Regions from separate parts of the Mus musculus genome. Here regions 2, 3, 4 and 5 are each linked to region 1. The links are chromatin contacts, called in public promoter capture Hi-C maps. All regions are on one chromosome and are shown on one strand. Each heading gives the region's core, a stretch centred on a gene start, on an enhancer-like site or on the middle of the called end of the contact. The rest is flanking DNA. Distances are from core to core; before and after follow the strand shown.

What was found. Promoter capture Hi-C pulls out the DNA fragments that hold promoters and counts their contacts.
Region 2: a promoter capture Hi-C map of pre-B cells shows a contact between it and region 1, with 6 times the contacts expected there. The contact joins the promoter of Hikeshi here to the promoter of 4632427E13Rik in region 1. A contact is called at or near these places in 4 of 39 promoter capture datasets (cranial neural crest, embryonic stem cells, liver and 1 more), 1 of 115 datasets of contacts at active chromatin or transcription factors (astrocytes) and 2 of 9 other capture datasets (adipose tissue and liver).
Region 3: a contact with region 1 is called in a promoter capture Hi-C map of embryonic stem cells, with 3 times the contacts expected there. The contact joins the promoter of Eed here to the promoter of 4632427E13Rik in region 1. A contact is called at or near these places in 5 of 39 promoter capture datasets (cranial neural crest, embryonic stem cells, liver and 1 more), 1 of 484 Hi-C or Micro-C datasets (B cells), 2 of 115 datasets of contacts at active chromatin or transcription factors (astrocytes and large pre-B cells) and 1 of 9 other capture datasets (liver).
Region 4: a contact with region 1 is called in a promoter capture Hi-C map of embryonic stem cells, with 4 times the contacts expected there. The contact joins the promoter of 2310010J17Rik here to the promoter of 4632427E13Rik in region 1. A contact is called at or near these places in 3 of 39 promoter capture datasets (embryonic stem cells, liver and pre-B cells) and 2 of 115 datasets of contacts at active chromatin or transcription factors (astrocytes and embryonic forebrain).
Region 5: a promoter capture Hi-C map of liver shows a contact between it and region 1, with 2.6 times the contacts expected there. The contact joins the promoter of Ccdc89 here to the promoter of 4632427E13Rik in region 1. A contact is called at or near these places in 5 of 39 promoter capture datasets (the 3T3-L1 cell line, cranial neural crest, hippocampal neurons and 1 more), 1 of 484 Hi-C or Micro-C datasets (B cells) and 1 of 9 other capture datasets (macrophages).

The regions. Positions count from the first base shown.
Region 1 is chr7:92,737,947-92,744,268 of GRCm38.p6, reverse strand. 4632427E13Rik (RIKEN cDNA 4632427E13 gene) reads left to right here and starts at 2,810. Exons shown (of 2, transcript NR_015510.1): 1 at 2,810-3,207; 2 at 3,293-3,563. It overlaps Rab30 (RAB30, member RAS oncogene family), which reads right to left and starts at 2,555. Exons shown (of 5, transcript NM_029494.2): 1 at 2,427-2,555.
Region 2 is chr7:89,937,115-89,943,436 of GRCm38.p6, reverse strand. It overlaps Hikeshi (heat shock protein nuclear import factor), which reads left to right and starts at 2,233. Exons shown (of 5, transcript NM_026304.3): 1 at 2,233-2,468. The coding sequence starts at 2,439.
Region 3 is chr7:89,977,891-89,984,212 of GRCm38.p6, reverse strand. It overlaps Eed (embryonic ectoderm development), which reads left to right and starts at 3,237. Exons shown (of 12, transcript NM_021876.3): 1 at 3,237-3,801. The coding sequence starts at 3,688. RefSeq lists cis regulatory regions at 2,760-2,767, 2,963-2,970, an enhancer at 2,942-2,978 and a promoter at 1,639-3,401.
Region 4 is chr7:90,125,984-90,132,305 of GRCm38.p6, reverse strand. 2310010J17Rik (RIKEN cDNA 2310010J17 gene) reads left to right here and starts at 2,370. Exons shown (of 3, transcript NR_046007.1): 1 at 2,370-2,434; 2 at 5,262-5,378. It overlaps Picalm (phosphatidylinositol binding clathrin assembly protein), which reads right to left and starts at 2,093. Exons shown (of 20, transcript NM_001360867.1): 1 at 1,604-2,093. The coding sequence starts at 1,733.
Region 5 is chr7:90,423,432-90,429,753 of GRCm38.p6, reverse strand. It overlaps Ccdc89 (coiled-coil domain containing 89), which reads right to left and starts at 3,442. Exons shown (of 1, transcript NM_027298.1): 1 at 1,090-3,442. The coding sequence starts at 3,170. The coding sequence ends at 2,058.

The DNA.
Region 1 (6,322 bases), core at 1,561-4,060:
GAGTATTGCAGGAAAGAGGGATTAGTACAGCAAGGTAGTACAAAAGAAGTCTCACCACCGGTCACCCAGGCAGACTTCAAATGGACAATGGCCTTTAAATTCCTGGTTAAGAAAAAAGAAGATATAGCTGCCACCACACCCATGTCTTGGGGAGAGCAGCATAGAACAACAAACTTCTTTCTTCCACAGAGAAGACAAAATGGCAAGGATTCTAACTACCTTCAAAATAAAACGCAGTTTGCCTGCCTGTACTGCTGTTACTCAGCATCAGGTTCAGGGGATCCACTGTTTTCCCACCACTCCCTGGAACAGGGAAGAAACACAAATACTACATGAAGCAGAAGCTACTCAAGACTACTTTGGGAATGACAAGAGCATTTTGTGTAAAGCATTTTGGCTGAACCATGGGACTGAGCAGTGCCATGGAAAGGAAGAGTCCCAGGCCTGCATGTCATTGTCCACATGCTCCCGGGCCCAGGTTATGTCTGCCATGGAAAGCACAATCCCAGCCCTGGGTGGGGGCTCGCTGGTGTCACCCTACCAAGCACAGATTCCAAGGGGGGGGGGGGGTAAAAATACCAGTACCTCTTCAAAGAGGACTCTGAGTAAAGATTCACACATAGCCTACATCCTCTAACTCCAGGGTTCCTTCCAGGACGGCAGGATGAAGGTGTGGAGGGCGGTGTGCAGAGACTGGAAAGTGACTTAGAAAAAGAGATGTGATACTCTCCTGCCACAGGGGAAATCCTCAAAGAGAAAGGGCAGTATTTACTACAAATAGACTAGGGGGAGGGGAAACGGAATCTGAAGAGATGAGAATTGGGTAGGGAAAGAAAGAAGGGCACAGAAGAGAAGGGCAGAGTGCTATTACAGAGCTGTAGGAAGAAGCAAATACAGCGTGCTGGTTTTCCCCCAAATCTAACCACTACCCGCTGCGCTCCCAATAAATCCCTCCACTTACAAAGCTGTCCTTTGCATTCGGTAACATGAAGCATTTAACAAAGTGTCACCCAGCAGCTCCAACTTTGGAGACCTGAGCATCTCAATTAAAAATGAATAAAATTGGTTCCCAGAAGCGAAAGACAGACAGTAAATGACTTTTCCTCTAAAGCTGGCAGAGGCTGTGAAAAAAGCTTTAGCCTTTTGGAGTTAAGCAAATACTCTGGCGGTTCTCCTTCTTTTGACATTCCTAAAGGGGGTGTGGTTGACCCAAAGTCCATTCATTTCCAAGGTTGTATATCTCTCAGCTAAGACTGGCCCCATCTGTTCCGGAGCCAGCCAGCTGTTTATCTCAAAGGAACATATTTATTGCAGCGTTCATCCCTGTAACTCTTAAGAGGAGAGCCAGCATCATACAAGTCAGAATGTTGCCTGCCTTATTAAACGTGTCAGTTCGTTGGAAAACAAAATTCAAACAAACAGCACACTACCACGCTCCCTAGTTTCCCAGGTCAGGTTCTCTGTCCTTGGATACCTTTCATTAAAGTCCAGTAACGGGGTGACACAACATTCAACTTTTCCTTCCCCTAAAGTGTTAAAAAGAAAAAGAACAAGAAAGCACCCAGGTTCCTAATCGATTCCGTCTGCAAACCGTTATTTCTGAGTGGAGACTAAGCCTCAGAAACGGCAGCTTGTTACAGTACCATTGTCAGTGGCAAGAGCCTATCGCGATGTAATTTAAAACACTCACACAAGCACAAATTCTACTTCCAAACCATCCCGAATCCCGCAGTCGGGAGAACACAAAAAAATGAAAACGCTTAACAAAAATGCAGCTTCTAGCAGCCGAAGAGATCCTTCCCTAGACACGTGAAATATTTCTGACTGGCACGGAGTGCACCATTAAAGGACACTGTCACCTCAAATCAGCAGGAAAAGGCGAGACAAACGACACAAACATACAAACATAAAATAAAGCCCTACGAAACTTAAGCGACTCAAGAGAAACCTGCTCATCTTAAAAATAGTGTGTGCTAGTCCAAGCGACACAAATGTTCTCAAGAAGTACGGCCACATTAAATTACTGTCTCCATTTCTCCCCACACATCACCCTTTCCCACTCAAACCTCAGCACTGGGGTCGTGGAATGACAGGACTGCAGTCCCCCACCTTTGCCCTCCTCGTGTTTTCCAAGTGCACTTCCCAACATCCTTCCCAGCCCAGCCCCCTCTCCTAGCCTTAAAAAGGTTAAAGGGAGTTGAAGCAAGGAAATTGGCAGGCACCAGTCCTCTGGCGGGGGCAGGTTGCAGGAGTTGTTCTTTGCAGTGACCCAAATTGCACAGAGCTATTTAGCTCTTAGCAGCGCCGGTGAGAACCTCCCGAATCCATACCCCCATTCCCGGCCCCATCTTCTCAAAAGAAAGCCTTGAGAACTAAGCGGGAGGGATAACTTGGGAAAACGATTTGAATAAATCACTTCAACTCACCTGGTTTGGGATTTTTCTCCCCACCCCAGGCATAAAAAGAAATGATATACGAATGAGTCACGCACGCAAGAGAAGGTGCTGCGGTGTCCTAAGTCCAAGGACTGGAGTCAGTCCCTGCCCTGGTCCTGCTGCTACTCAGGGCTCAGCTGGAGCGAGCGGCAATAGCGAGCCCAGCAGCAGCAGCGGGGGGGCGGGGGGTGGATAGACCGTAGCACAATGAATGCAGTAGGGTTTTGCAATGACATCATCCCTCTGTCCGAGCGGCCCCAATAGCCATGCTCCAGAGCTGTGCACTCTGGGATCTGTAGTCCTTTGAAGTCCGGGAGCGACGTAGAGGCTACAGCTGGAACTACAATACCCAGGATGCTCTGGTCAGAGCGCCCAGAGAAGAACTGGACCGGCCGCCATGTTGGAGCCCTGGAGCTGCGGCGAGCCGAGGTTTCGAGGGGCTCGTGGAGCCGAAAGGTGGCATGGTGAGAATGGTGAGGCTAGGATGTAGAACTTGATAGCCTCGCGCACCGGCTAGGACTGAACGGAGGCTACACTGGGGACCTTCAGGGCTGTCGAGCCAGAAATGCCATCGCGAGTCGGAGTGAACCGCAACCCGCTGGGGTTGCACAAGGCCTCGCCACCCCGGGACACAGGGAGTCGCTTTACTGAGCGTGGAGAAACCCTTAGACTTCCTGGGGAGACTCTCTGGGCAAAATGTGTCTTTGTTGTGGTGTGGGGACTCGGGACGACGGGCCTCGCGCCTGTAAGACGAAAAGCTCGCGTGCACCCTGTGAGTGGAGCTAAACCTAGGTTATTTTTATTTATTTATTTTTTGCCTTGTCATTTTTCTTAATCCCTCATGATCATTTCCTCAGGTGTCAGACCCCTGCTCCCACCACTGAATTTTCGTTCGGTCGTGAATTGCAAAGGGCCTCAAAGAAATCCTTTGCTAGATAATGTGATCGCGAAGGGTTGTGGAGCTTGGCCCTGAAACTGACAAAGGAAGGATCTACCAAAAGAAGTTAGCACCTAACCTTTCTTACCCCACCAGCGAACGTAAACGACATTGAAAAGGGACTGCAAGTGAGCAGTCTTTCTCGACTAACGCTAAATGAACTGTGCTAAAATACTGCGTATATTCGAAGTTGATAACTGTGGAAAACTTCCCTTTTCTTTTGTTACCTATATTGTGCAAAATAATGTGTTTTGTTGTGACATCTTCGTGCAGATAACGTTAGTTAACACATCATCCCCTTCCCTTAACCACTTGGTACCCTTACCGATGAAAATACATTCAGAATACTTAAAGAACTTTTGAGCCTATTTGCTCAGCATCTCAACACCTTTTCTCCAGTAACTCAAACAGTACTGTGTGTTTGTTTTTCAGGTTCTGAAGTTCACTATAGAAAGATGCCAAAAGACCTACTGAGGGTCTCTGAAAAGTTAAAAATGCTGATATGCGTAATTTGAGTGTTTTATTTTTCCCCTCCTGAGCTTTTCGAAGGAGATGGCTAGCTCGGTGGTGAGGATTCCCACAGCACAGTCAAGACCCTGGATTGTATCCCTAGCACTGGTCTGTTTGCATCAGTGAAAATATATACGGTGCCTCTGTTAGAAATTAATAAAGTTCCAGTAGGTCTTCCTTTCAAAAAGCTAGGCAGGCTGCTTTTTAAATTTCCAAAACACAACAGGAACCTTCAAAGATATATGGAGATGATGGTACTTAAAAAGGACGTTTTTTCAAAGATTGGCTTGTGGTGTGAGAAGCAGCCACAGAAGTGGCAGATGCCATTCTTGTGGATTCAGCAACGTGAAGCCTCAGAAATACTACGCTCTTCTGCTTGTAATGTTGGTAAGTACCAGAAGGAACCAATAGCTACCATTTTCTTTCTGTCCTTTGATGGAAATGTAGAAATGGTTCAAGCTAATGAATCTTTGTTTATATGAGCAGTAACCTTCGTTTGAGTTATGTGGAAGACTGATTTATTGAAAGAAAATAACAGGATGGGTGAAAATAGTGTGGAAAATGGGGGTGATATAATGTAATGGCTTCTATAATTTGTACGTGATTGAGTACTTTGAAGTATTTTAGCCTTCTCTATAGTGGGTAGTCAACCATAAATGCATGGAAAAAATATCAGTGTCTTTAGAAAGACTAAAAATTAAGTCTCAACTTTCACAGGAAAAAAATTCCATATTTAGAAAGTTAAGGGAAAACATTTTACCAGAAAAAAAAAAAAGTATCTTTAAGACCTCCTCTTTGATTATGGTAAATACCATACTCCCCATTTCTTCAAGTTGGCACAGATAGGCACACCATTAGATTTGCCAAATATGGTTTGGGGAGTTTTTAGGGGTTTTTGTCCCCCTCGGAGCAAATCTTTACTTCATTTTGGATAATAAAAAAACTAAAATTTTTCGTAGTTTAGGCGTTCTTTCACGTAGATTTTTGCTGCTGGATTTCCTGCATGGCTTAAGGTAAATGGAACAACTGTCTCTCAAAATTTGAAATCTAAATGACATCAGATTTATATTAATTAATGGCCATCTAGAAAAGCAAGCTTTATCTTACCATCTTATTTCTCAGATTTTAGCAGGCTCGGATAATTAAAGGGCACTAGAAAACATGTCTTTGCAAGGATATATGCTGATAAACTATATGTGTTAATGAATATAGCCATTTCCAGAAATTTAGGTATGCAGAGATGCTCAACTGTAACCATTTATGTAAGTAGGTATACATTCATAGTCTTTAAGAATTTTTGATGATGCTGTGTGTGTGTATATGGTCTTGTTATAAACTGTAATCCTGAGTTGTATCTCTTTTTTTATACGCAGCTTTATTGAAATGAAATTCACATATGCCCTTCACCTACATAAAGGGTGCAGTCCAATGGGTTTTAGTTTGCTCAGAGTTTGGGCAATCAACACAATTATACAAAAAACAAACAAACAACAACAAAAAAATGCAAAACCATGCTTGTAAGTATAAGGAAATAATTGGGGAAGGATTTTTGCCTTCTAAAGTGGTAATACAAAGCTTATTGTGGGTAATATCTTAGAGTACTTCAATTACAGTTGCAATACTGTAAGTAAATAGCATGTTCCTTGTATGTACTAAGTGGCCTTTACTGGAAACATACTATTTTGTAACATAGGTTACTGGCAATTACGTGTCACAGCACTGTCACAGCTGAGAATTCTTTAAGAGTGATGCATACTTACATTGATTGCTTTCTTTTTCTGTAGGATTATCATGCTGGGCATTATGCCTTCCTTGACTGTAGTCCCTGAGCCTAGTCCATGCTCAGTGTTCATGCTTAGTCTTTCTAAACCTTGGCTTCCTTTTTGCTTTTGAGAGGGTTCCTGAGCTTTTTGTTTCCCAAACTGGCATTGTTCCCCGTGAAGGCTAAGATTTGTTATTTTCATAAAAACTCCAAATTAATATAGTGAAGAGTCAACACATTTCAGGGTTTAAGGAATGAATGGAATAGAGAAAAGCAGGTACCAAATGAAGAGGTTTGAATCTCTGAAAGATAAATGTTTGTAGGGGCAGGCAGAATTAAAAGGGTTTATTTTAAATGTTAGAAGCAACAGCCTACTTACTTTTAAAGATTTATATGCTTGGGTATTTGCTGTCACGTATGTGCCTGCTAGGGTGCCCACAGAGGTCAGAAGAGAGCCTCAGATTGCCCTGGAACTAGAGGTTGTTTTGAGCCGCCATGTGGATGTTGGAAACTGAACTTGATCCTTTGCAAAAGCAACAAGTTCTCTTAACCACTGAGCCGTCTCTATCCTCGCACAACTTTCTAAATCCCCTCTTAGAAACTAAAGGCCAGTCCTAACTCAGTGCACAGTGATCATGTCCTCAAGGAATCTGAGGACATTTAAACTTAAACTCTCCT
Region 2 (6,322 bases), core at 984-3,483, 2.8 Mb after region 1:
CTCCTAAAGTCAGAACATGCACAGAACCCAAGGTGGGAAGTTATACAGGAAACCCTGCAAAGTGAATCACTGACACTGAGCGGGAGTCTACCCACTATTTAGTATTTCACAGGTAAGAACCATCAAAGCGACCCTATTAGGTAAATCCTGATAATATTCCATTTTAAAAATGGTGAAAGCCGGGCATGGTGGCGCACGCCTTTAATCCCAGCACTTGGGAGGCAGAGGCAGGCGGATTTCTGAGTTCGAGGCCAGCCTGATCTACAAAGTGAGCTCCAGGACAGCCAGGGCTACACAGAGAAACCCTGTCTCGAAAAAAAAAAAAAAAAAAAAAAAAAACCAAAAAAAAAAAAATGGTGAAAAAGAGACAAGAGAATGTTAGGTTAGCCAGTGTATCATGCAGCTGGTAAATGCCTGAAGTGAACAGAAGCAATCTGACGGCCAGTGGTCTTACTACGTACATCCTTTCTAGTCTAAGTTCAGGAGGCAGAGGCAGGCGGATTTCGAGGCCAGCCTGGTCTACAGAGTGAGTTCCAGGACAGCCAGGGCTACACAGAGAAACCCTGTCTCGAAAAACCAAAAAAAAAAAAAAAGAAGAAGACTTGCACTGTTTGCACTGGGGAAGAGAGACCTGTTATGGCTGGTGGTCCATGCTCAGATAGATCAAGCTTCGAAAAGACTGTGTTCTTTCCTCATGCAAAAGGCACAGGGATTAAAGCTGAAAAAGGGAGAATGAGTGCGGTGGCGGTGGCGGTCGATCCTTGGTGCTACTTCCTTTAGATAATGTTTTGTGTTTCCAATGAGCCTTTTCTGGAAATGCATCCAGAACTCAAAGGACAAGTCAGTCAGTTATGGGGCTGTGTGTGTGTGTAATGCCAGCCCTCGGGAGGTGGAGGAGAAGGATCAGGAATCCAGTATTATCCTCGACTACACAGCACGGTCCAGGCTAGTCTAAATTATGCAAAACCTTGTCTATTTAAAAAACAAACAAACAGAGAGACAAATAAATGAATAAAAACAAACAAACAAACACCAATCCCAAAAGATGAGCAGCAGTGTCACACACTTTTTTATTTTTTGGCTTTTTGAGACAGGGTTTCTCCGTGTAGCCTTGGCTGTCCTGGAACTCACTTTGTAGACCAGGCTGGCCTCGAACTCAGAAATCTGCCTGCCTCTGCCTCCCATGTGTGGGATTAAAGGTGTGCGCCACCACGCCCAGCTAGTATCAGATACTTTTAATTGTAGCATTTAGCAGGTAGAGGGAAGCAGATCTGAGTTTGATGCCAGTCTGGTCTAGAGTGAGTTCCAGAACAGCTCAGGCTACATCGAGAAACCCTGTCTTGGAAAACAACTCCCCAAAGTGAGAAAACTTAGATTATTATTTTTTTTAAAAGGCATTTTTACAACAAAACTCCCTAAGCAGCACCAGACCCTATTCTTAGTGGCAGTTATCAATTAATTCATCATTTAATCCTTCCAGCAACCCAATAGGTCTATTTGTCTCAGTTTGCAGATGATTGACTGATGAAGCTGTTATATAGCTTGCCTACAGTTGTACAGCACATTAGTTGGGGCGGGGAGGAAGCACAAGTGAAGCACTACAAGAAATATAAGCAAGAACACAACTACGTGTTAAAACTAGTATTTAGTGGGGAAAAGGACTTCTGGACCTCTATAGCTTTAGTGGTCCACGCCTATAATTCCAGCAATTGGAGGCTGAGAAAGGAGTGCACAAGTTCGAGGTCTACCTGGGCTAGGTAATAAGACACTGCCATAAAAATGAGATAAAAATATATTAACATTTTTGATATAATGTTTGTCAGGAAGAATGCAGTAAGTTGGTTGCAACTTGAATTTACGCTCCAAAAATCAATTTTTCAAGCTTCCGGGCAGGTTATGCCGAACCAATTGCCCTCCGTATAAAACGGAGATAATATTTATCCCATTAAGCTTTTGAAAGGAGAGGCTGGGTGAAACGATTCTGGCAAAGGCGTATTGTTACTCCTAAAATGTTACACAACCGCCAGAAAGGTCTTCTCCCAGCACCACCTTTAGAAACTTTGACTCACACAGGCACGGAAATCATGTACTATCAGTAGTAACTTTCAAATTCTCCCGGCTCGCCCTCTGGGAGGCTGGCGCACTGCACTATGGGATTTGTAGTCTTAGCGCGATACCAGCTCCTCCTTACTACCTTAGAAGGAGGAAATGGGTGTAATGACCCGGAAGTACTCGTTCCGGAGAGGCGTGCAAGTTAGGAAGGAAGGGTCAGAGGTCGCCGGCCCAGATGCGTTCCTGTGTTGTTATGTAGTGGAGGGTCACGTTCCTTCCTGCAAATTCTGGAAGGTTCTTGAGTTCAATTAGGACAGTGGCTGCGGAATTCCTGGTGTCCGGCCTGAGGTGCCCGCTGGCCTAGCAGAGGCGCCGAGGGCGCTGCCATGTTTGGCTGCCTGGTGGCGGGGAGGCTGGTGAGGATGGCCCGGGCGGTGGCAGGAAGGGGTCGGTGACTGAGAGCTGGGTGGTGGCACGGTGCACGGCGCTTGGAACGCGGGGAAACCTGGTCATTGTGCTTTTTTTCCTGGGCGTGTGCGACGGACGGGCAATGGGACGCTGGCCCCACTCTTAGCTGTGTTTGCGAGGCTGTCAGGATGTGACTGCATTTTGTTGAGTGCGGATTTTGTTCCACCTGCTGGGTTGAGTGCTGTAGTTACTTGTTAATTTCAGCCTTCTGTACGGCATTTCGCCGTAACCGTGGTAACTCGTGAGCTAGTCTTTCTCTCTTTGCTGTTCAGGAACGTACACTCAGTAGATAGTGTAGTAATTACTCTTGTAAATTGATAATGCTACTTAGAAGTAAAGCTGAGATTTGTAATCTAAAGCTAAGTGGTTTTCGGAAAAATTCAATTTTCCGGACAATGAAGGTGTTTTGTTTTGTTTTTCCTTTTTGGTGTCTTTGGAAGGCCCCCCCCCCCCTTTCAGAAGTTTACCGACCCAGTTTAAAATACAATAATTGCAAGTTGCTTAATAGAAATGACTGAAATTTAGGTGTGAGCCGTACCTGTGATAACTAAAGGATTCGAGTACAATGCTTTCTTTTTGGTCAGAGAGATGCCCTTGCTTAGCCAGAGCCTTAGAATGAAATGAAATGAAATGAGTGCGGGAGTGGTTGAGGAGTAACCAGAGTGAATCTTGTTTGCTCTTTAGAAACCAGCGATGTATCCGTCTTGAGACGTGACTCCTTTCTCTTTAGAGCTATTCTTGTTTTGTTTCTCCTTGTTTTGTTAAATACTGCAACCTCTTTGTTAAATTGTGCCTCACGTGTGGTAAGCGAGAGCTCCACGCCTCCGTTTTCACCAGCTTTTGATAATGTATTCTATACACGCTGCTCTTAAGAAAAACACGTGGTTCCAAGAAACCATGGACTTCTGTCTGCAGTGAATGGGAGGCTCCTGTGGAGGTGAGGTAGTGCTAACCCTGGTCAATAGCTTTTGGAATGTCCCAGTAGGAGCTCTGGGGTTTGGAAGATGAAAGAAACAATTTGAGAAGAACGTGTTCCTCAGATGTCTGCCATTAATAAAGCCCAGCTTCGTGTCTTACACCTGTATTTCCAGCTCTTCAGAAGGCTGAGGGAGGAGACCCACAGTTGCAAGGCTAGACCCTGGCTCTAAAACAGTGGTGGGGTAGTTCAGTAGTTAAAACACTTTTTTCCTGTCTTTTTTGAGACCGGTCCTTCTCTCTGTACGCCTGGCTGGCTGTCCTAGGACTCTGCAGACCAGGATGGCCTTGAACTCAGAGATCCAAGTGCTGGGTTAAAGGTGTGTGCCAGCACAGCCAGCTCAGAATTATTGTAAGCCCAAAATGTGGCCTCAAACCCCATTACCACAGAACGAAACAAACCAATGAAACCCTATGTAGAGTCTGTGTTATGTTGTGAGCTAATCTGGAAGGGAATTTCCGGCTATATGCTTTATTTGCCCAACATTAAATTTATATGATAAATATCCAGTGGATATTTCTTTAAGACAAGATTTTTTTGGGGGCTTGGAATTGTATATCATTAGACATAAATGAAAATGAAGGACAAATAGAACTACTAGCATCTCAGAACTTAACTCCATTCTTTTGCTAGAAAAACCACCTATTGAAACTTACAAACCTAATTTTCATTCTTTGAGTCTTTTCTTTTTCCTTTTATTTCTATAAGACAGGATTTCTCTGTGTAGTTCCAGGTGTCCTGGAAGTTTGCTCTATAGAACGGGCTAGCCTCAAACTCAGATCTGTCTACCTCTGCCTCCCCAGTGCTGGAGGATTAAAAGCCTTCGTCACCACAACCTTAGGTTTTTTTTATAACATTTATTTATTTGATATATTTAAGTACACTGTAGCTGTCTTCAGACACACCAAAAGAGGGCATCAGATTCCATTACAGATGGTTTGTAAGCCACCATGTAGTTGCTGGGAATTGAACCCAGGACCTTTGGAAGAGCAGTCGGTGCTCTTAACTAGCCCTAGGTTTTTTTGTTTTCTTCTTAAGGAAAAAGAACTCAAAGAAAGGAAAGATTCTCCTACCCCCATTTTTTGTTTAATTAAAGTCAAGGATTAGACTGTGTAGTTGGATATGGTGACACACAGCTGTAATTCTAGTACTTGGGAGGTGGAGACAGGAATTTGAGGTTGGTCTTGATTGACTATGTAGATCACTCAAGGCCAACTTGGGCTACCTGCATAAGATCCTGTCTTTTAAAGGGGATTGGAATGTGGTACACATTTACAGAATGTCTCTTGCCTGTGCAATAAAAGTTGAAACAAATACTTATTTTGCCTTATGGTTATTTCCATGTCTGTGAATACTATAGCTTCTCACACCTTCCAAGAAATATAGGTGCTAAAACTTGGCGAAATTGAATTTAGCACTATAGGAAATTTTGGATTATATTTTTGCTTTTTTTTTTTTATGGTGGAAAATTTTAAGTTGGGTCAGTAAATTTCCTAAAAGGGAATCAGAACTTGACCTTAAACACCCAGTCCTAGTCAAGTCAGTTACTTGTACCTGTAAATCTGACACCTGTGAAGAGAGGCAGAGAAGTAGGAGTTGAAGGTCATTCAGGAGGCAGCGCCAGGCCTGGTCCACAGAGAGTTCTAGCTAGGACAGTCAAAGCTACCTAGAGAAACCCTGAGTCAAAATAGAAATCAACTAATTAAATGTTTAGTCTTCAGAGTAATTGTAGTGATGTAGAGTTGTTGTTTTGATGAATAGCAATTACAGTTTAAAGAAATACAGAAACCTAGAATAAAAAAACCAAGCAAACATATAAGCTAAAATGTAGACAGCTTGTTTACCTGAGTTCTCTCAGAATTGCTATCTTTTTAATGATGCATATTGATTCAGCAATATCAGTACATAATAAAGACAGAACTTAATGTACTGGAACCAGCAGCCTTAACCTCACCACACAGGAGAATCTCATGGTGGCTTCCAACTTGCTGTGTAAGCCAGGGTTGGCCATGATGGTCTGATTTTCCTGTCTCTTTTTCCAGGATGTATGTGCCACCATACCTGGTTTACCACCAACCCTACCCTCCCCCCCCCCCCCCCCACCCCAAGCTGAGGCCTGAACCTAGGGCCTTGCTCTTGTTAGGCAAGTACTCTACCACTGAGGTAAATCTCTACCCCCTACCAATTCTTAGGCTTCCCCAAAGTAAAGTTTTCTTTAGTTTGAAGACTCAGTGGTCAATGCTAATCTTTGCAACTAGAAAAGAATTAGGTTCCTGAGGATTCAGCATTTTTTATACTTTTAATTTTTTTAGTTTTAATTATGTTATTTACATTCCAACTGCAGTTTCCCCTCTTCTCCTCCAAATCCTCACCCGCACCTACTTTCCCTCTTCTTAGCATTTTTTTTTTTTTTTTTTTGGTTTTTCAAGACAAGGTTTCTCTGTGTAGCCCTGGCTGTCCTGGAACTCACTTTGTAGCCCAGGCTGGCCTCAAACTCAGAAATCCGCCTGCCTCAGCCTCCCGAGTGCTGGGATTAAAGGCGTGCACCACCACGCCTGGCTTCTTCTTAGCATTTTTAAACATCTTGTTATTACTTTATTTCATATGTATTTGACTTTAAAAACATATGTATTATTGAGCCGGGACTGATAGTATACAACTGTAATCTCAACACTTCATGCTAGAGAGTTAAACTCATTCTAAATTAGCAGAAGGGATGTGGCAGATTTACATAAGCCAGTACCAGGCCAGCCAGGGTTACTTAGCAGTATCTGTTTCCAACTGAAACCACTCTTGATTGATTAATATTCAACTCACAGCCTAACA
Region 3 (6,322 bases), core at 1,988-4,487, 2.8 Mb after region 1:
TGTAAAGATTCAAAGTCTTTTTTTTTTTTAATATTTTAGTTTTTAGAGTTTCTCTGTATAGAACTCACTCTATAGACCAGACTGGCCTTGAACGCACAGTTCACCTCCAGGAAAGATCAAAGGCTTAAAACAATAATATCAAAATTCTTGCACATCCAACATCAAGTCCTAAACACTTTTTTTAGAACCTGGCATTTATTTGAAATATTCTAGGTCCTAAGATAAAGACCTTTGTTTAATTTAGTAGTAATTGTAGTCTTCAAGAAATTAAGCACACATAGACCAGAAAGGACTTTCTCTCAAAAAAGCAATGTATTTAACTTCTTAAAATCAACATTAGGCATAGAGGTGGTTTTATTTTTCAGTGAATAAAAGAGAACTTGGCTATCTAAAGCAAATTATTATAAGTGCTTTTGAAGTTAAGACAACTTTTTCTCTTATCTAATACATGCTTATTACCAGAAAGACAGAGAAGCCGAAAGACAGCCAGCCATGATGGGCATATGGCTCTGTGATGCAGCACCTGCCTGGTGTGTGTAAGAGACTCTGGGTAAGATCTCCAGCCAGGGAGGAGTGGATGAGAAGAGAAGATGAACATATTGGTAGCTTAGTGGGGAGCCATATGGTACTGAGAAAGGGGCAGGCCCCAGAATTAAGCTGTGTGGATTCAGGCCTTGCCATTCCACACGCTAAAGCAGCTTGATGTCTTAGCTTCAGCTTTCTTATCTATAAGTGAAATGATAGTATAAAAAATGAAAGATTAAATTAGATAAATTGTGTAACGGACCTTCAGTGAATGTGACCTCTGGACTCAACTTTCTGGGCCCTTTTAGTCCTAGCATCTTCAAACAGGGATTGTGCTGGTTTTGATACAGTTGAAAGGAACACCTTCCATCTCAAAGTCACCGTGGACAAAAATGTGTTTTCCTTCTTCTTCTTCTTCTTCTTCTTCTTCTTCTTCTTCTTCTTCTTCTTCTTCTTTTTTTCTTACTGCATAGGAGGAGATTTCTGATAAAATCTTATTCATAGAGTTCACCCTGGTGATGTGGGCACAGGTGAGCTGGTGGGCTGATCAACTCAGCTACCTCCCAGGCCCAGATCCAGGACTTTGAATTGGCCCACCCCAATGTCTAGCCCAACTATGATTGGCTGGAATGCATGAAAGGGCTGGTCCTACAGATCCAAAGCTGAGGATCTCCAAGGCAACAACAGGATATCAGAGAGGAGCATCCAGTATTGATAGTGTAGCAGAAGCCAGAAGACTTCTCATTGCAACGGACACCTGCAAGATGTGTGGACAAGGGTATACTGTGTGACACCCTGTGACACACTACAGCTTCCACGATGAGAGGTGTTTTGGGTTTTTTTTTTTATTCTATCTTATTTTCTTTTGGGGAGGAGGTTGCAAGGGTGGAGGGCAGATACAAAGATGAATGGGACTGGAGTGCATGGTGTAAAATTCACAAAGAATCAATAAAAAGTTGATTTAAAATCTTAATCATAAAATTAATAATTGTAAAGCAAAGTAAACCTTTGTTTCAAATTTCAAAGTTTTATCTCCCAGCAACTTTTCCAGAAAAGATAAACATTTAAACTTTTTCACCTAAATTGTCTCATTTAGCTTACATAAACTTCCTCTGAAAGACTAAGACACTGGAGGGCGAAAGGAAAATACTTTTTATTATTAAGTGGGTGCCCAGCAAATGTCTTGTCTGTTTCTACCTCTTCATTTCACAAATGACAAATGACAATATAGAAACAATTCTGTCCTATAATTTCTACCTCTTCATTTCACAAATGACAAATGACAATATAGAAACAATTCTGTCCTATAATTGAGGAGAGGAAGTTCTTCATTCAGACATTCCCATGGCTTAACAATACACCCACCAAATCCACAAGGCTCACAAATTTATTATTTGTCTGTCAAGATTGTACCTGAGGGGACAAGTGAGCTGGCTCAGTGGTTAAGGCTGGCTACAGGCTGGCTACAGGCTGGCTACAGACTGGCTACAGGCTGGCTCGCAAACGTTAGTGACTCCAGTCCCAGGGATCCAACATCCTCTGACTTTGTGTACCAGTACAGACATGTGGGGCACAGACATACACACACTCATACACACATTTTTTTTAATCTAAAAATGAAAAATTAAAGAGTTTTTAATGATACGGGCAAATTTAGTTACCTTTCCCTATATTAAAAAATTGCCTTTTACCTAAGTCTCACAAACTCATGCAGTTGCTCACAGTGACTTATAGGTCTTGTCAGTTTCCTAGAGCCTCAGCTTTCAACAGCTAAAACGAACACTTAAGACTATGAATTATGACAATTCAGAACCATGTAATTTTTATTTATTTATTTTTGGAAAGAGGGTCTATAACGAAGCCCAGGCTGTCCTGGAACTCCTCGTGTAGACCAAACCAGTGTGTAGCTCTAACACACTGCAATCGACCTGCCTCTGACACCCTAGTGCTGGAATAAAAGGCATGCCCCCATACTCTGTCCGATCCATACAATTAAAAAAATTTTTTTTCAAACAGGTTTTTAGTAAATAGCCTTGATTGGCTCGGAACTTGCTATGTCGACCAGGATGATCTAAAGATTGAGGCGAGCAGGCAGTACTTCCGTTGTTGCCCTTCCGATGTTGGATTACTAGAATGTATCATGCATCACAAGGTATTTTTACTTAAGTCTAAATATGTAATTTAAAATACAGGCTTACTTAAGCCAATAGTGGCACCAACCGGTTGAATATAACCAATCATTGTAATAAGTATTTATTAGATAAAATATCTGCCCAGAACGGAGGCGTGTCCGTAGGCACTGATTTGGTACCGTTTTGAAATCCTCCCCGAAGCTTCAGAAACCGGTGGAAAGACTACCTGGTTCAGCAGACAGAACCGAGGGGAGGAGGGGCCAGGAGGCGGCCTGTCGTCTCCGTAACCCAGCGCGAGAATACGCCTCAGCGCATGCGCACCTGCAGGTGGGACCCGTCCATGTGCCCGATGGGGGAGGCGAGCAGGGAACAGCCTATAGATTTTGAATCTCTCCCTTCAAAAAAAGAATCTAGGCTGTGAGAAGTTCCGTAAACACTAACTCGAAGTTGTTCTCCCGAGCTCCGCATCAGGGACCGTAGACACAGACCCCCTAAAACAAGAGGTGACTTCTCTTTCCTCCCCCCTCCCTCGGGAGCAGTGGTGGGCCGATCCAGGCCACAGACTTTCGTTCGTTTGCAGCGGGTCGGAGATCGAAGGATTGAGCCAATTGCGGATGAAACGTCTTGGCCAGGAAGGGGGTGAGGGAGCAGCCCTTTGAGTTCCGCCTCGTCTCTAGGCGCTGGTGGGGAAGGGGGACGTAGGAAACCCCTGCCCTCTGAGCCAGCAGATCCGACGCCTCGGTGCAAAGTGTCGAGAGGGCGGCGGGAAAACCGCCCGCCCGGACCAAGGGACGGGAAGCAGCCGGGAAGCCGTGCGGGAGGGCGCGCGCGTGCGCGCCCCTTTTTCAGCAGTGTGGCGGGGTCGCACGCACGCCCGCCTCGGCGGCTGGGCGCGATTTGCGACAGTGGGGGGGGCGGCGGCGGTGGCGGCGCCGGCAGCTTTGCGGCAGGCTCGGGCCGGGCGTGCTTGACGGCGGTGTGGCGGAGGCCCCGCCCGAGGCGGCAAGAACCTGGAGGGAGGCGGAGGAACATGTCCGAGAGGGAAGTGTCGACTGCGCCGGCGGGAACAGACATGCCCGCGGCCAAGAAGCAGAAGTTGAGCAGCGACGAGAACAGCAACCCGGACCTCTCGGGAGACGAAAATGTGAGTGCAGCCCCGCCTGTCCCGGGACTGTGGAGTAGAAGTTTCAGGTTCTTTGGTAACTGCGGTCGGGGCCGGCGGGCGGGCGGCCGTGGGGGGAGGGAAAGGTGTCACCCGCGCTCAGGAGAACGCAGGCGTGCGGGGAAGTCCGGTTTGGCTGGGGCTTTCGAGCTGGGACTGCGGCAGATAGCAAGCAGAAAGTTGTCGAGGAGCGGATTAAAGGTCCCAAAGGGTCTGCGAGGTCCGCTCAGATCGTCCCTGCGTGGGAGACGGAGTTTGTGCCTTTGGGGGCTTGACGCTGATTGCGAATCTGAGATTGTACTTACTGGTTTAAAAGGCATGCTCGAGGTAAGAGGTTCAGTTTTCCCCAGGAAAGTTGGTACGAAGGGTCCTCGTAAGGATCCGAGGGGCTGTGTCACTGTAGAGCACTACGGGATCTTCAGGATGGAAAGTATAGATCTCTGGCTTGGGTTTACGTGACCGTGCGGTTATGTATGCCCCTTTCCATGGAAGTGCGGTGTGCCTTCGTGTCGACTTTTTTGTGGAAGGAGTAGAATCGAGAAGATCGTAGAGGGGGAGCCACCTTTGATTAAGGCAAAGGAGGGAACAGTTTGAAAGTTTTTGCTTAATGTAAAGGGATTGGAAGATTTCAGGCCACCGTGGTAAATTCTGTACTTGAGCCAAGTGTGAAGATTAAGGGAAGTCGGTGCTTAGAGAAATGCCGCCCCGTAAAAAAAAAAAAAAAAAAAAAAAAAAAAAAAAAATACTATGCAAGCGTTGTAAAGAGTACTAGACACGTGTTCTAATAATTAGATACTTATATTCTGATAGGGTAGCGTAGAGGCTTTGGCCTTTCGTATAATGATTACTTAGACTTTAATGAAAATGTCAAATTTATAATGAGGAAATTGTCAGGGAAAAAATTTAAGTGAAAGCTCATTTTATCTTTCCAAACTCCTAAGGTACATTTTTTGATGCTTTCTAAATTTATCCATAGTTGAATGATTGAGTTAGCTTTTGCTTCGGTCCCTTCAAAGAGGGACAAGACTTAACGTTTTGGTATGTGTGTTTTTGACACATTATTGAACCCTTTGGGGTCCTCTCAGAAAAAGGGATTTTTTGTTTGTTTGTTTGAGTTAGAATCTCCCTGTTCAACATAGACTCTCCCCATGCTGCCCTCACACCTGTTACCTTCCGTGCTTTAACCCTCTCAGTACCTAGAAGACATTTATGCACCACCATATCCTGCAGAATACTGTGGATGTATAGATGAAGCACATAAGATTACAAACCAGACCAAGTATAAAACTTTAAAATATATTTAATTTTCTTAAAGGGACAGAGGCATAAAAGCTCATTTGTAAAGCACATGCCTGACATCATTGGAGGGACAGGTTCTTTCCTCACCAAAGGGTGTGTGTGTGTGTGTGTGTGTGTGTGTGTGTGTTGGGGGGGGGGTGTTGTATTTTATTTTTTAAGTTTTGCAACAGGATCTCACTTTGTACTCTTTGTTGGCCTGGAATCCAGAGATCAGCATGTCCTGCCCACTAAGTGTTGTAGCAAAGGTTCGAGGCACAACACCTGGTTTCCCATCTAGAAGGAGTAATGGAACCATTGAGGGAGGTGATAGGGCTGATTTTTACCACCTGCACCAATTGTAATATGAGATGGGATTTTTAACTGGAAAATCCAAAATCGGAACTTTTTGCATAGAAGAACAATCGACAGGTGAGGAGAAACAGATAATCTGTGGTTTTCCTTTTTTTTAAATCGGGATCTTGTACTTCCCGTGCTGGCTAAGGTCTGCCTTTGCCTCCTGGGAATCAGATGCCTGGATGAAAATGATTTCAATTTAAGAGGCCAGTTTAGATTGTAACAATTAAAACTTCCACTAAAAGCTAATTGTACATTTACATCAAATTGCAATTCAATCACTTGTAGGTCACCTGCTTTATGTCAAGTACTTCATTCCTTGGTTCTTGGTTGGTTTTTTAAAAAGACATTTATTTTAGACCAATGTGAAGTTTGAAAAATCTTAAGAACTAATGTTTTTAAATGAATTAGTGGTTTTTAAATACCTTTTGACACTTCTATTTATTTTGTACCTTTTGTAATGTAATACAAAACCAACTTTAGGGAGCAGTAACTTAGACCACAAAAGCCGTGGGCTTCACTCTAACGACTGTTGGATACACTCAGACAAAATGGTTCGTCTGGAATGGATTTAGGGACTACTACTACCTAGTGATATATGGAAGTATCAGGGTGATACTTGGAAATTTTTGTATTCCAAAGAAGACTTAAGTATGGGTTCTGAACTGAAGATAAGAAGTCAGAAGACTTCTCAGTATTTCCTGCAGCTATATCTGTTTGGGCAGATTATTATAGTGTACAGAGTTCAGATCTCTGCACAGAGTAGAAATACATTTCATGGTAGGATTCAGACTATGAGGTGAATTGCATTTACATATAGTGTAGACCACGGAGAGCTTATTTAAAATGCTAAATGGTTTATGTTATAAAT
Region 4 (6,322 bases), core at 1,121-3,620, 2.6 Mb after region 1:
GTCAGTTAAAAAGCAGCCTGTCTAAGTACCACAGCCAACCAAAGGATGGCTTCTATGAAACGTCCACAGCCAGGGAACAAATCGCAACGAATAATGGGTTTTGTCTGTGGCAACAACTTGTTCTAACAGCACTTCATGACCAGTGGGTCTTAGAATTCACACCGCCGTATTTTTTTTTTCTTCAAGTGCAAACCTCACAGCCAAAGTCCAAGTGAGAAACAAGATTCCTTACAGCGAATTCCCTTTCAGGACAAGCTCGCTCTTGCTTCACAGGGCAAAGCAACTTTCATGTATGATGAAAGTCAGTTTGGCTAATGTGTCCGGGAGTCATTTAAAAAGAGAATTTACTATCCTTGCTATATCCCTATTTTTTCCTGAAACATTCCACTGACTCAAGGACTGAGTGATCCACTGAGCTTTGTACCCTAGGGCAAAGGAGCAACAAGAAAAAGGAGGTGGTTTTACAGGTGGCTCCTAGGTTAGAAAGCAACTGGGAGGAGTCCGCTCTATTAACTGTACCTAAGTTTATGCTGGAGTTACATTATGCCGCTTAAGCAAGATAGTTATCCAAAATACAGCTAGCATAAATTAAAACGTTTCCAAACCTGATTATTTGTACTTAAATATATTGATCCATTTCGAACCGCTACACATCACACTCAAGCTTCTAAATTCAAACCACCAATGTTAACAGTTCCAGGAACTGATACCAAAACCAGCAAAGCCCTTATCCATATCCTCATATGGATTACAAAAGGGGGGGGGGGGTAGAACATGCACAACACACAACTTCAAAACTCAGACAATATAATGATGGCAAATAAAAATAGTAACTTCCCACAAAGCCTTCCCCACACCACACTGAATCCCTTTGTTTCTACTCCCCACAAGCGTAAATGGAATAAAAGCCGAGTAACTGGGCATAGTATTGAAAGAAGGAGGTGACAAGAAGTCAAAGGAACTTAACGGAAGCTAGAATGGCAAAGATGACCGAAAAGGTAGATAGAAAGGTAGAAAAGGAAACCACAAAGAAATGGGAGGAGGGGAAAAACACTTCAAGAGCTGAGAAGTGACAGAAATCTGGTCCCACCAAGCAGAGTTAGTACGGAAATACGAAAAAAAAAAAAAAAAAAAAAAAGAAAGGAAAGGGAATTTTAAAAAGCTAATGGAACAATGGGGCGGTGAGCCTGAGTCCTGGAGACATTAGCCGGGGAATCACTGAGCGGACGGCTGCTAGGAGGTACGGGACGGGTGGGATGGAAGGGCAAAAGGGGCTGCAGTAGCTGGGAGAGGAGTCTGAGTGAGGAGCTGGGTGGGAGGCAAGTTGGTGGAGCGCGATGGGCTTGGTGGTGCCGGGGGCTAGGAGGCGAGGGTCTCAGGGGATCTCTGGGGGCGCAATGGATTGTCACATTTTTTTTCTCTCTTTTGAGAGAAGAGCAGAGGCCGTTAAAGGCAGGTGTGATGGGAGCAGAAAAGAACACACAGCTCGACCAGGCACAGGAGCCATCGTGCAGATAAGACGCAGGGAGGGAAGAGGCAGCCCAAGAGAGAGAGGAGGACGATGGAGAGGGGTCGGGAGAGGATGCGGGGGGTCTTCACTCACAGTCCAGGTGCTTTTTCTTGGGGCCCATGATCTCGTGGGTCGTGGCCTTGCATACTGTCTTAGATACCGCGGAGCCAGTGACACTGTGCTGGGCCGCGGTGATTCGGTCCGTCAGGCTCTGGCCAGACATCTCTGCGGCTCGTCCGCCACCCCTTCCGCTCCGCAGCCGGCGGGGCCTGGGACCCCCAAGCGCCCGAGGGTCCCCACCCCCCACCGCACCCCCTACCCCCACCGGCTCCCCGCCCGCCTGCCGGCCTGGGGCGGGGCTCAGGGCCGCGCGCCGCCACCCGCTCCGAGAGCCCCGGCTCGCGTGTTCCCCCGGCGGGCTCCCACACCAAGTCGGGGCCACTCCCGGGTCCCGCGCCTCAGCCTCGGCCCACCCCTTCCCTGGTCAGCTGGAGCCCGACCGGGTAAGAGGGCCAGGCAGCTGCAGGAAAATGGCGGCGCCAGGCTCCTCCTCGGAGCTTTCCGGGCTGCCCCTAGGTCACGTGACTCGGGTTCCGCCCCCTGCTCGCTTCCTCCCGCCCCTTCTCCCTTCCCTTTCCTCTCCGGCGCGCCCCCCTCCCTCGCTCCGGCGAGGGAAGAGCGGGGCGGCGCCCGCGCGCTACGTGGTGGAACCCGCCCGGCGGGCGCAACAGGAGGCCCGCCCGCGGGGGACGGCGCGGCCCGCCGCGTCACGTGACGCGCCCTGCCAACAGGTCGCCCGAGGCAGGGCCCCGCGTGTCGTAGGGGGGCGGGGGGGAGGGGCGGCCCGCTGCGCCCCTCTTTCACCCCGGAGGCGAGGACGCCCGCCCTCGTGTCAGAGGCTGACGCCGTGGGCTTGACAAAGAGGTGAGGCAGCTGCTGCCTGTGCGTAGTTTTCACCCCGAACTGGAGGTGCCTGGGCTCCGGGGCTTCGCCTCGCTCAATTTGGCGCCGACCCCACGGCCCTCCTCCTGCCTTAAAGAAAACGGCTCCAGCCAGTCTCTTTCTGAGCCTACACACAGGCCTCTTCAAATGCACCCCGCTCTCCCTTTTAGTAACAGGGCTTTGGGGCTTTTTTTTTTTTTTTCACCCCCTCGTCTTCTTTGAGAGTGTTGGAAACGTCACCTAGTTTTGTTTATCTCGACTTACTAAGAGTCGCCACGTTCCTGCCAGTCTAAATTTAGATAGAAGCCAGCCCGGTATTCATTCTCTGCGGTGTCAAATACGACAGGAAACACATAGCTTCAGTGGAATTTGAAAAGGGAAGTAGTAGGGTGATGTCAACAGTGATTAACTTGACCCTACAAGGCTGACAACCAGCGAGATTAAAGGTCCACACCATAGAAGGAAGTGAGACAGCTCGGTAAAAGGAGAAGTCCCATTCAGAGTCAGACATCAGTACCTGCGATCTCCCCTGGTTTAGCCTTTCTTCCCTTTGGCCTCTTTTCTCCTCTTGTGTGAGCCAGATTTCCATGGAAAGATATTGACTCTGCCCTGTAGGCATTTTAGACCAGTATTACATCCCGAGACTTAGATCTATGAAATCCAGAAGATCTATGAACAAAGCCTTTTTAAATGTTACTAGTGCTCCACATTTAACTCAAGAGTTAGGGATAAATTTTAAATTCTCTGTGAATGTTAAGTTACCATCATGGTTCTATGTAATCTTGCTAGTTTCAAATGAGATTCGAGCGTACTCAAAATCTGTGTACACCATCTGCCAACCAAATCTAGAATATTGCGCTTAAATCTGTTAACTCTCAACGGATGAAAAGCTAATAGATGTTTAAAATTGTGTGTGGTATGAGGAATTCTGTGGTCTCTTCACATTCCCTTTCTATCTCACACGCCATTCTGAAGCACGGTGATTTTGGCAAGAACTCACAATTCTTATTAAGGCTGCAGGTTTCATTCTTGTCACACCAGCTTGAGAATTCACAAAACTGTAAAACTCCCTTTGGTGCATCTGCATTCCATTTGTAATTTGGTACCCTGTGTTTATCAGGCAGTGGAATGACCGGGAATTTTTGTTTGGTTGGTTTTTGTCTGTGGTGTGTACTCATGTATGCATGTTCACGTGACCCACATGTGTGTGCAAGTTTTAATCCATTATAATTTCTTTTATTCTCAAACTATTCTACTAATTTCTTAGCTAATTTCTTTATCATTGTTTAACCAACTATCCAGTTAATATTTTCTGAACCTATAGTGGGATTGTTTTTGCACTAAAATTGTCTAGTAACTCTCTAAAGATTGTGTCTCCACAATGTGCCCACCCATGCCCTACCCCCATACCACCAATTAATATGTTGAATTTTAATCCTCAAGAGTGTTAAGATGTGGCCTAATGGGAAGCATTTAAATCATACACGGATTAATACTAACTATAAAAGTATTTGAAGTTCCTACTCTTTTCTCTTTCTCTTTGCCTTGTGCTCTAAAATAACCAAGCTCTTGATTTCGGGGACCTCCTAGCCTCCAGAATTGATCAATGTATGCTTATTAAAAATTAACCAGTTCTGTGGGTTGTGGTGGCAGCAGCACTTGCCTTTAATTATAACACTTGGGAGGCAGAGGAAGGCTGATCTCTGAATTTGAGGCCAGCCTGATCTACACAGAGAAACCCTGTCTTGAAAAACAAAAACAAAAAAGTTACCCAGTCAGAGCTGGTGCTGGTTGTGGTGGTAGTTGTGATGGTGATGGTAATGGGTAGTGGTAATGGAGGTGGTGATGATGGTGGTGATGGTGGTGGTGGTGGTAGTGTTGATGGGGGTGATGGTGGTGGTTATGGTGGTGATAATGCACCTTTAAGTCCAGTGCTTAGAAGGCAGAGACAGGTGGGTCTCTGTGAGGTTGAAGCCAGCCTGAACATAGTTTCAGGAGAGCCAGGGCTATGTAAGGATACCGTGTCTCAAAAAACAAACAAAAATTATCCAATCTGCAGTCTTCTGCTATAGCAACAAAAAGTAAAGCAAGCTCCACTGTCACTGTCCTAGAAGCTTCAGGTCTCTGTGCCATGGAAACAGGACTCTTTAGGATCTACCCCTGACCTAACTACTTACTGGACCTCATCTCTTTCTAGTTTCCTACTGTATGCTGCCTACTACACTTAGAAATACCATTTTGGTGTACATCCTAATGGGTATGAATCTCCTTTTGCTACTGATTGTATTCTGTATTTACTTCTTCAATTGCTTTACTGCACTAACATGGGGAGGGAAAAAAGAGAGGCTTGTGGTTTCAATCTAGACTGCCTCCTACAGAATCATGTGCCTATTCCTGGGGCTGTAGAGAGGGCCCAGTGTTAAGAACATTTGCTGTTCTTGCTGCGAACCTGAGTTCAGTTCCCAGGAACTGGGTTAAATCATAGCCATCTCAAATTCCAGCTCCAGGGGATGTAGTGTTCTCTCCTGGCCTTTGAAGACAAATGCATATATATATATATATATATATATATATATATATATATATATATATACACACACACACACACACACAGACACATGGGTCCCTATAAATAATTTTTAAATTATAAACTTTTTAAAATAAATAAATACCTGGTCCTGAATTGGTAGTACTATTTTGGGAGGTTATGGGGCCTGTATGATGGAGGTAGGCCCTAGGAGGTATTCCTTTGAGGGTTATAACCTAACCTACTCCTTCTGGTCCTGCTGTGTGCTTTCTGTTTGATCAGTCATGTTACGAGCTCTGCTACATGTTCCCACGAACACAGTGCCACTCTACGTATCTCCCCACTACTGATGAATGGGCTGAGACATGCTGAAACCAGGAACGACAGTCCTTTTATGAGGTACTTCAGTCGGGTATTTTGTCTTAGTGATAAAAAAAGCAACTGATACATATCCTCGTTACATCAAATTTACAGCGTAATGATAGTTGGGTGCATGAATGAAAACACAACTTATTTAAATAGACCATCACTGCAAATCTTCCATTTGATAAAATCTTCCCGAGTTTCTATTAATATATTGTGTCCATTGTATAATTATCCTATAATATCTGTCTGAGGCATCATCCTTACTCAGTATTTTATTAATCCATTCTTTCAAAAACTATGTATTGAACATTTACTGTGGGTCAGGCACAAATTTAAATGCTCTATCCTGGTCTAATGATGAACTCAATAGTTCTGTACAAACTATCAGTTCTCTATTTCAGTCCAACTTGAAGGCAAGTTTGATTTACAATGAACAGTCCCCAAACTGTGTAAATAGCATATGTTAGTCCCCACTAAATATAAATGTGTGTGTGTGTGTGTGTGTGTGTGTGTTTGTGTGTTGGAGAGAGTCCTGGAGTCCAGGAGGAAGAATAAACAGTGTTTAATGCCTTCTATCAACTACAAATACAACAAAACTTTTTCATGTAATTCTTATAATAATTGCAAAACGTATTGTACTTATCTAATACAGCAATACAAACAAGCCCAATAAAGTAACCTCCCTAAGTTCCACAGATTCTAAGTGTCAGAAACAAGATTTAGGAACTCATTTTTTTTCTATTACTATATATAGACCATTTAGTCAATAATTGAAGCAACTGACAATATAAATTAAATTCACTCAACAAATAGATCTTCTCTGTAGACAGCATTCTAGGTCGTGTTGGATATTATAATATTATAATGTACACGATAAGCATGGTTTCTATTCTTAGACTCTGGTAGGATAGGATTGTATTTGTAGGCTTCCATGTTTTGTGATCTTATTTTGAGATAAGCTCTTATTCTGTAGCCCA
Region 5 (6,322 bases), core at 2,193-4,692, 2.3 Mb after region 1:
TGGTTGTTTTGCTTTGAAAGTTTCCCCTTTAACGATAACGGTTTAGAATAAGCCAACTTACATGTTGTCAAGTTGTTCCAATGATAAATATTACTTTATAGAGGCAAGTACTTTAGTAGCAACCCTGGTTGCTTATTCTTGAATGGTCAGAGATTAAATACAAAGGGCTGTAGCACACAAGGAATAACACTCCCCACCCCACCCCACCCCCGCATGGGTGTGTTTCTGTTTCAAAGGTAGTTTATATACTTGGAGGAAGCATGGAATTTAGAGCCAGAAAGCAGACTTGCTTACTTAGTTGGCAGTGTCATGCACAAGAATAAAAGTATGATGCCCATTGTTAAAACTCTGATTTTGTAACAGTGATGAAGATTAAAGCAAGTCAAGGAGTCCCCTGGCATCCTGCCTAAGAGCCTTCAGTTTGCATCTCCCTCAGCCTCTCTGGGTCTTCATGGCTCTAGTTAAGCCACCCTCTTAGAGTCTCACTGTCTCATCTATAAAATAGTGACAACGCATCCTCTCTTTGAATGTGAAAAGTGTTAGACTCGGTGGTGGGTGGACAGAGGACCCAGTGGCTAAGAGCACTTACTGCTCTTGCTAAGAACCCTGGCTCAGTTCATGGCAGCTCACAACCATCTATGGCTCTAGTTCCAGAGAATCTGACACCATCTTCTGAGCTCCTAGAATACATACATGATGAGTACATACATGCAGGCAAAGCACCCACACACAAAAAATCTAAATCATTAAAGAAAAAAAATACTTGAAAGCAACAATCACATTCTCTATGCGTCCTTCTTCATTTATATCATGACATTGTCTAGGAAATAAGTTCAAAGGCAACCTGGGCTGTGTATGTTTCTCTCTCACACACAAAACAAGCAAGCAAACAGACGCACAACTAACAAGAACAGGCAAAGAAAGCCCCCAAGTAATAGTTCTTTTAAGTAAATCAAACTTGCTATGTAACTTTTGATGTTCCTGGCACCAAGTGAATGAGAAAATTGCTATGCTATAATCTATCTTATAGGTATTCATAATTGCATATAACAATGACTAAATATAGGAGAAATAAGAAAATAAATTATATTCTAGGAATTAACTTGATAACTTTACTTCCTTAGGAACTTTACATTAATCTACATTTAACTCTGTTAAATAGCTACTTTTACAAAACTGAATTATTCCTACAAAGAATGCCATAAGTACACATATACGCATTCAGCTTGGACTTTTAAAACACAAAATTACACAAAATGTATTGACAGAAACAGAAAACAATTTATGAGCTGCTACCAAAATCTGCTATGACTAGTTACCTTAAATTGAGGTAATTTTTTTGCCTATTAGCATATTGTAAAATAGTCTCAATAGAGAATGTCTAAATCCTCTCAGTTATTAAGGAGAAAAACCAAGAAAGTGGAAGTAAGATAGACTTGCAGAAAATATTAGAATTGGTTGATGTAACGAACTTGAATCTTAATGCTCAATAGAATGAATGTATCAGAGCTAGCTTTTACACTTTGGCACACAAGTGAATGATCAAACTTTTGCTTTGCCAAGCTAATACAAAATCAGATCCAATTAGAGCCTTTTTGCTGAGAAGTTTTTGTCCTACCATGCTGACTTCTGTTTGTTTATACGCCCACCTACAGTGTTGTAAGCCTATTGTTCTGCAATGGCTAATGGGGCTGTGTCTTCCCTTTTTTCCCCCACGATAGCATGTTTATTTTAGGATCCATTAAATCATACATCTTTTCAAGCTATCTATAGGAAGATGTCTGAGGCTGAGAATGAGTGAGTTATGAGGTAGAAGATACGGATAATCTTAAGAAACCTTTGAAGGTACAGCGGGGAACACTGGTTAATCTTAAATGTGTTCTAGTGGGTGTAACTGAAAATTAACATTAACTTTGCAACAGTAACAACAACAACGTCATAGTAAAGTAGTTTTTGTACTTAAAAGTATAGTAAATGAATTATCTTTGCTTTTGCCATAAATCTAAGGCACATGGACTTGAAATATTGACTGGAGACCACAGGAAGCACAATTTCTCTTATGGAAAGAGATGGCGGAGTTTGGCATTAAGCTCTCTCTCTTTGCTTAAGAGATCCAGGCTGTGCTTTTTGAAGGCTTCTGATTGCAGACGCAGCTCATCATAAGCTTTCTGGATCCCATCTACCCTGCGCTGAAGCTCGCGAACTCTCAGGTTGCTATCAACGGCCACTGCCTCTTGCTCAAAGCGTTCCAGCGCATGCTTCTTAGCCATGGCTGCTGTCTCCAACTTCTCCTCAAGCTGGCGGATCTCAGCCTGTTTGTTCTGAAGCACCTTGCCTCTCTCCATGGACAGCTGCAGCAGCTCCTCTTTCTCTCGCAGGACAGTCTGCAGCCTGGCCTGCAGCTCCTGGTTCAGGTTGAGATTAGCCTCTTGCTCCTTTCCCATCTGTTCCGTGGCCTGCTGGTGTTGCTGTTTGATGCTCTGCAGCTGGCTGCGCAGCTCCTCGGTCTCCTTGGCATGGTCACAGGCTTGCTGGTTCTGCAGGCCCAGCAGCTCCTCCTCTCGGGCCTGAGCCTGGCTAGCTTCGTGAGCGCATCTCTGTTTCAAGACCTCCAGTTCCTCCACCAGGGCCTTGTTGAGTGTAGTGAGCTCCAGTACCTTAGCCTCCTGGTCTTTCAGAGCCTGGCTGAAGAGGCTGTTGTTTTCCTGCCTCAGCCTCGCATTCTCCTCTTTCAGCTTGACGTTTTCACTCTTGTGCGCATCCTTGAAGCGAATCATCTGCTCGTGGTTGGATGCCAGGATCATGAAGTGATTCTCCAGCTTTTGGATGTGCTCACTCTGGGCCTTCAACTTCTCCATCTCCTGCAGCCTCTTCTCCTCCAGCTCCGAGTTGAGCAGTTCTAAGATCTGGCAGCGTTCCAGGGCCTCGTCGGATCTGCGTTTCAGGATGCAGATGAGCTGGGATTGCTCTTGGATGCGGGAGCGAAGCATTGCCTTCTCGCCCTTCTCCTCCTCAGACAGTCCCCTAAGGTTGGCCAAAGCTTCTCTCAGACCGTCCATTTCCTTAAACCCCAATTCCTCATCCTGGTTTTGCAGGTTTTCGTTTTGTTTTCCTAAGATCTCGTCGGGGGGTGGGGTATCCATCCTAAGAGTCTTCTCCTCCTGCGGCATAGACGCGCTCTGCGGGAGAACTGACTTCAGTCTTTCCCCCTTCTGATTTCAAAGGGGCGTTGCTATGGACGCTTGGCACTCTCCAGCGGTTGGTTTTTCCAGTAAGGAGTCCTATAATTGGTGGACAGGCCTGCAGAACGCAGTGAGGTAATAGGGGGAGTTCAGGGCCAATCTGGTCAGGCTACGCATGTCGTTTAAACCAATCACAGTTCTTAGTTCACTGCCACTGTCCCGCCTGTGCCGCAAAGACATAAGCCTTCCACAAAGTCAGCTTCCTATTCTCTACAAATCCTGATTTCTCATAAGAGTAAACAAAGTAAGCTTACAGTGACTTACTCTGCTCTTTATTCTGAAAAGAAACTGCTGTCTATAGAAACAATTCGCCATGGGTGCACACAAAGGAGAGTCTGGACCCAAGTCTTAGCTCAGCTGCTATAAATGAAATTTCTTTTGTTTCCCTTAACTCTAACCTTATCTTTGGGAGTGGACACCTTTAGTTAGACACTCAATCCTCCTGTTTATCTATTGGGAAAATAAATGGACAGACAGAAACGCAATGAACAATACAGATGCAATCAAATCAGAAACAAAAACCAAAAACCAAACCAAAACAACAACACACCCCATGATGGTTGATTACACTTGTGCCTTGCACACTGGAAACATGGAGATACAAGTCTGTTTGACAAGACGCCAAGAGTGATAGTCGAGTGTGTATAAAAGTGTCAGATAAGATTGACATATTAATAAAAACCTTAGAAGCATTAATAGAGCACCATGTTGAAAGAGAAATAAATAAATACATTTTAAAAACGAGACAGAAACAGCTGAGCAATGAATCTCAAGAATGATCCAACAAATGCAAGCAAAAATTAGATGGTATTTCATCCACCAAAGTCAGTAAAAATAAATGGATATAATTCTCATTAATTATGATTTCCCTTTAAACATGATAATGCTCAATTAGCTGTTTCTTTTGGATATTTAGATTCCAAGCTTCTTAATTATTATGAGGTAGATGGCAGAAGCTTTGCACAAGGTTCTTCTTCCTCCTCCTCCTCCTCCTCCTCCTCCTCCTCCTCCTCCTCCTCCTCCCCCTCCTCCTCTTCCTCCTCCTTCTTCTTCAGATTATTTCAAACAAACAGCTCCCCACAAGGACAGTTACTGGCTCTCAATACAGTTAAAGCACTTTTAGTTAGCATAGACACTCTTAACTGACTTTCATCCAGAATATAAAGAGCAAATGACCAGAAAATTTGAATGTGTCTCTTCTTGTTTTACATATAGTGAACATTGTATTTGTTGATTACCTTATATGGTTATGTGATATAACAAACTGAAATTATAAAATATATTTTCTAAGAACAGGAAAAACTCTCAAAATATTAACATCAGTTGTTTCTCCGGGTTGGAATAACTGTCTCCCTCCCTCCCTACCTACCTAAGGCCCACACACATAACAGATATTCAGAGATCTTTATTGAATAGTTTTTCCACATTTAAAAATGTATTTTGTTAAGTACAAATTAACTTCTGTAACATCAAAATCGATAGATTTTTTTTCTAAATTAAAGCAAAGAACTTCAAAAGATTTATTGAGGGTGCAGGAGGAGGAATACTAACACATAGGATGTTTGAAAAAGTTTGAGTAAACCTATTTTATAATCTTTTAAAATATAAATATTAGAATACACACACACACACACACACACACACACACAAACACACATATATATTTCTCCCTAGAAGCCATAGATCATGAAACAAAGAGCTAAGCATCAGGAACAAGACATTTGCCTTAAAGCTATTGATCAAAAAATCCAGAGACTCCTAAAACGACCCAGGCTATCTTCATTCTTCTTAGTTGCCCACCAAGACTTGATAAGACCCTGTTATTGGAGATACCACATGCTTTTGTCACAGAATATGGAAAATGAAACTGATCTTATTGGCTAGCTTTCATAGTGCTGGAAGGTGCTCTGTAGGCTTGCTGGGGGGAAAGACATCAACATTCTCACCCAGCTGTGAACCCTGCATACTATAATAAGGACCAGCTCAGCCAGATGTGCTCCTCAGTGCAAAGATGAAATGAATGCTATTCCATTTAAGGCCTGTTCCTCAAGGTGGAAGTCAACTGGGACAAGAACCCATGGCATGGTAGGTTAGAGGCCTAAGGAAAGGATTTACTACTATTGTGTTGTTAAGTGGACATAGATACAACATCCTTCTAAACATTTATCTTCCTACCTATTGATTAGTGCAGCTCTCAACCATCTTGCAGCAGATATGAAGAATACAGGACTAGAACACTCAGCTCTAAAGGCAGCACCTGCATTACCAGTCCCCAGTCTCCCCTAGAGCTCACGGGTCATCACAGAAGAGGGGGTGAAAGATAACAAGAGTTAGACGTTTGACGGCTTCAAATCAGTGTGTCCTGGACACCAAGGGGTGCTTTCTGGGTGTGAACTCATGAAGTCATAAGTGTATTCAGGAGACCTCCACAGGATCAAGGTAGGCAAAATTTCTATGTGGCTGTGTTGTGTGACAGTTTTCCTCATCAGATTCACCAGCCAGTCACTCCCAGAGTAATTGAGCTAAACTGCAAAGAAGACTCTGAGACCAGACCAGCTGTCTGGAAGAAGCAGAAAGCAGTCCAGCTGCCTGGAAGAGGTTCAGACCACATGGAAAGGACATTCAGACCACATGGAAAGGACACTCTCCAACCTATCGAGCAGGCTACAGGCTGTGCAGTGTGCTTCAGGTTCCCAGCCTTTGGGGAGCTGTCACCCATGCTGGGGTGGATTTTGGTGATGCATCCATCTTTGTTGAGTCACTTCTCCTCCTGTAAGTAAACCCCCCCACCCCATACTCTGGTAAGTAATCCCAATAAAACTCATTGGTTTGCTGATGGTATCGGACTTTGGCTTGTCCTGGGATCCCTCTCTGGAGTAAGGAGATGTGTGTGTGTGTGTGTGTGTGTGTGTGTGTGTGTGTGTGTGTGTGTGTTGCATCTTCTCAGGGAAAGTTTTGTCACACAACAGAAGGGAAGGAGCTCCACCCATATCTGAGAAACTGTTGGCAGTTGGTAGCCAATGGGGGAAGAAATTTTCTTTAGAGATGCTACTCCGGGTAGGTTGCCCTTTCTCCAACTG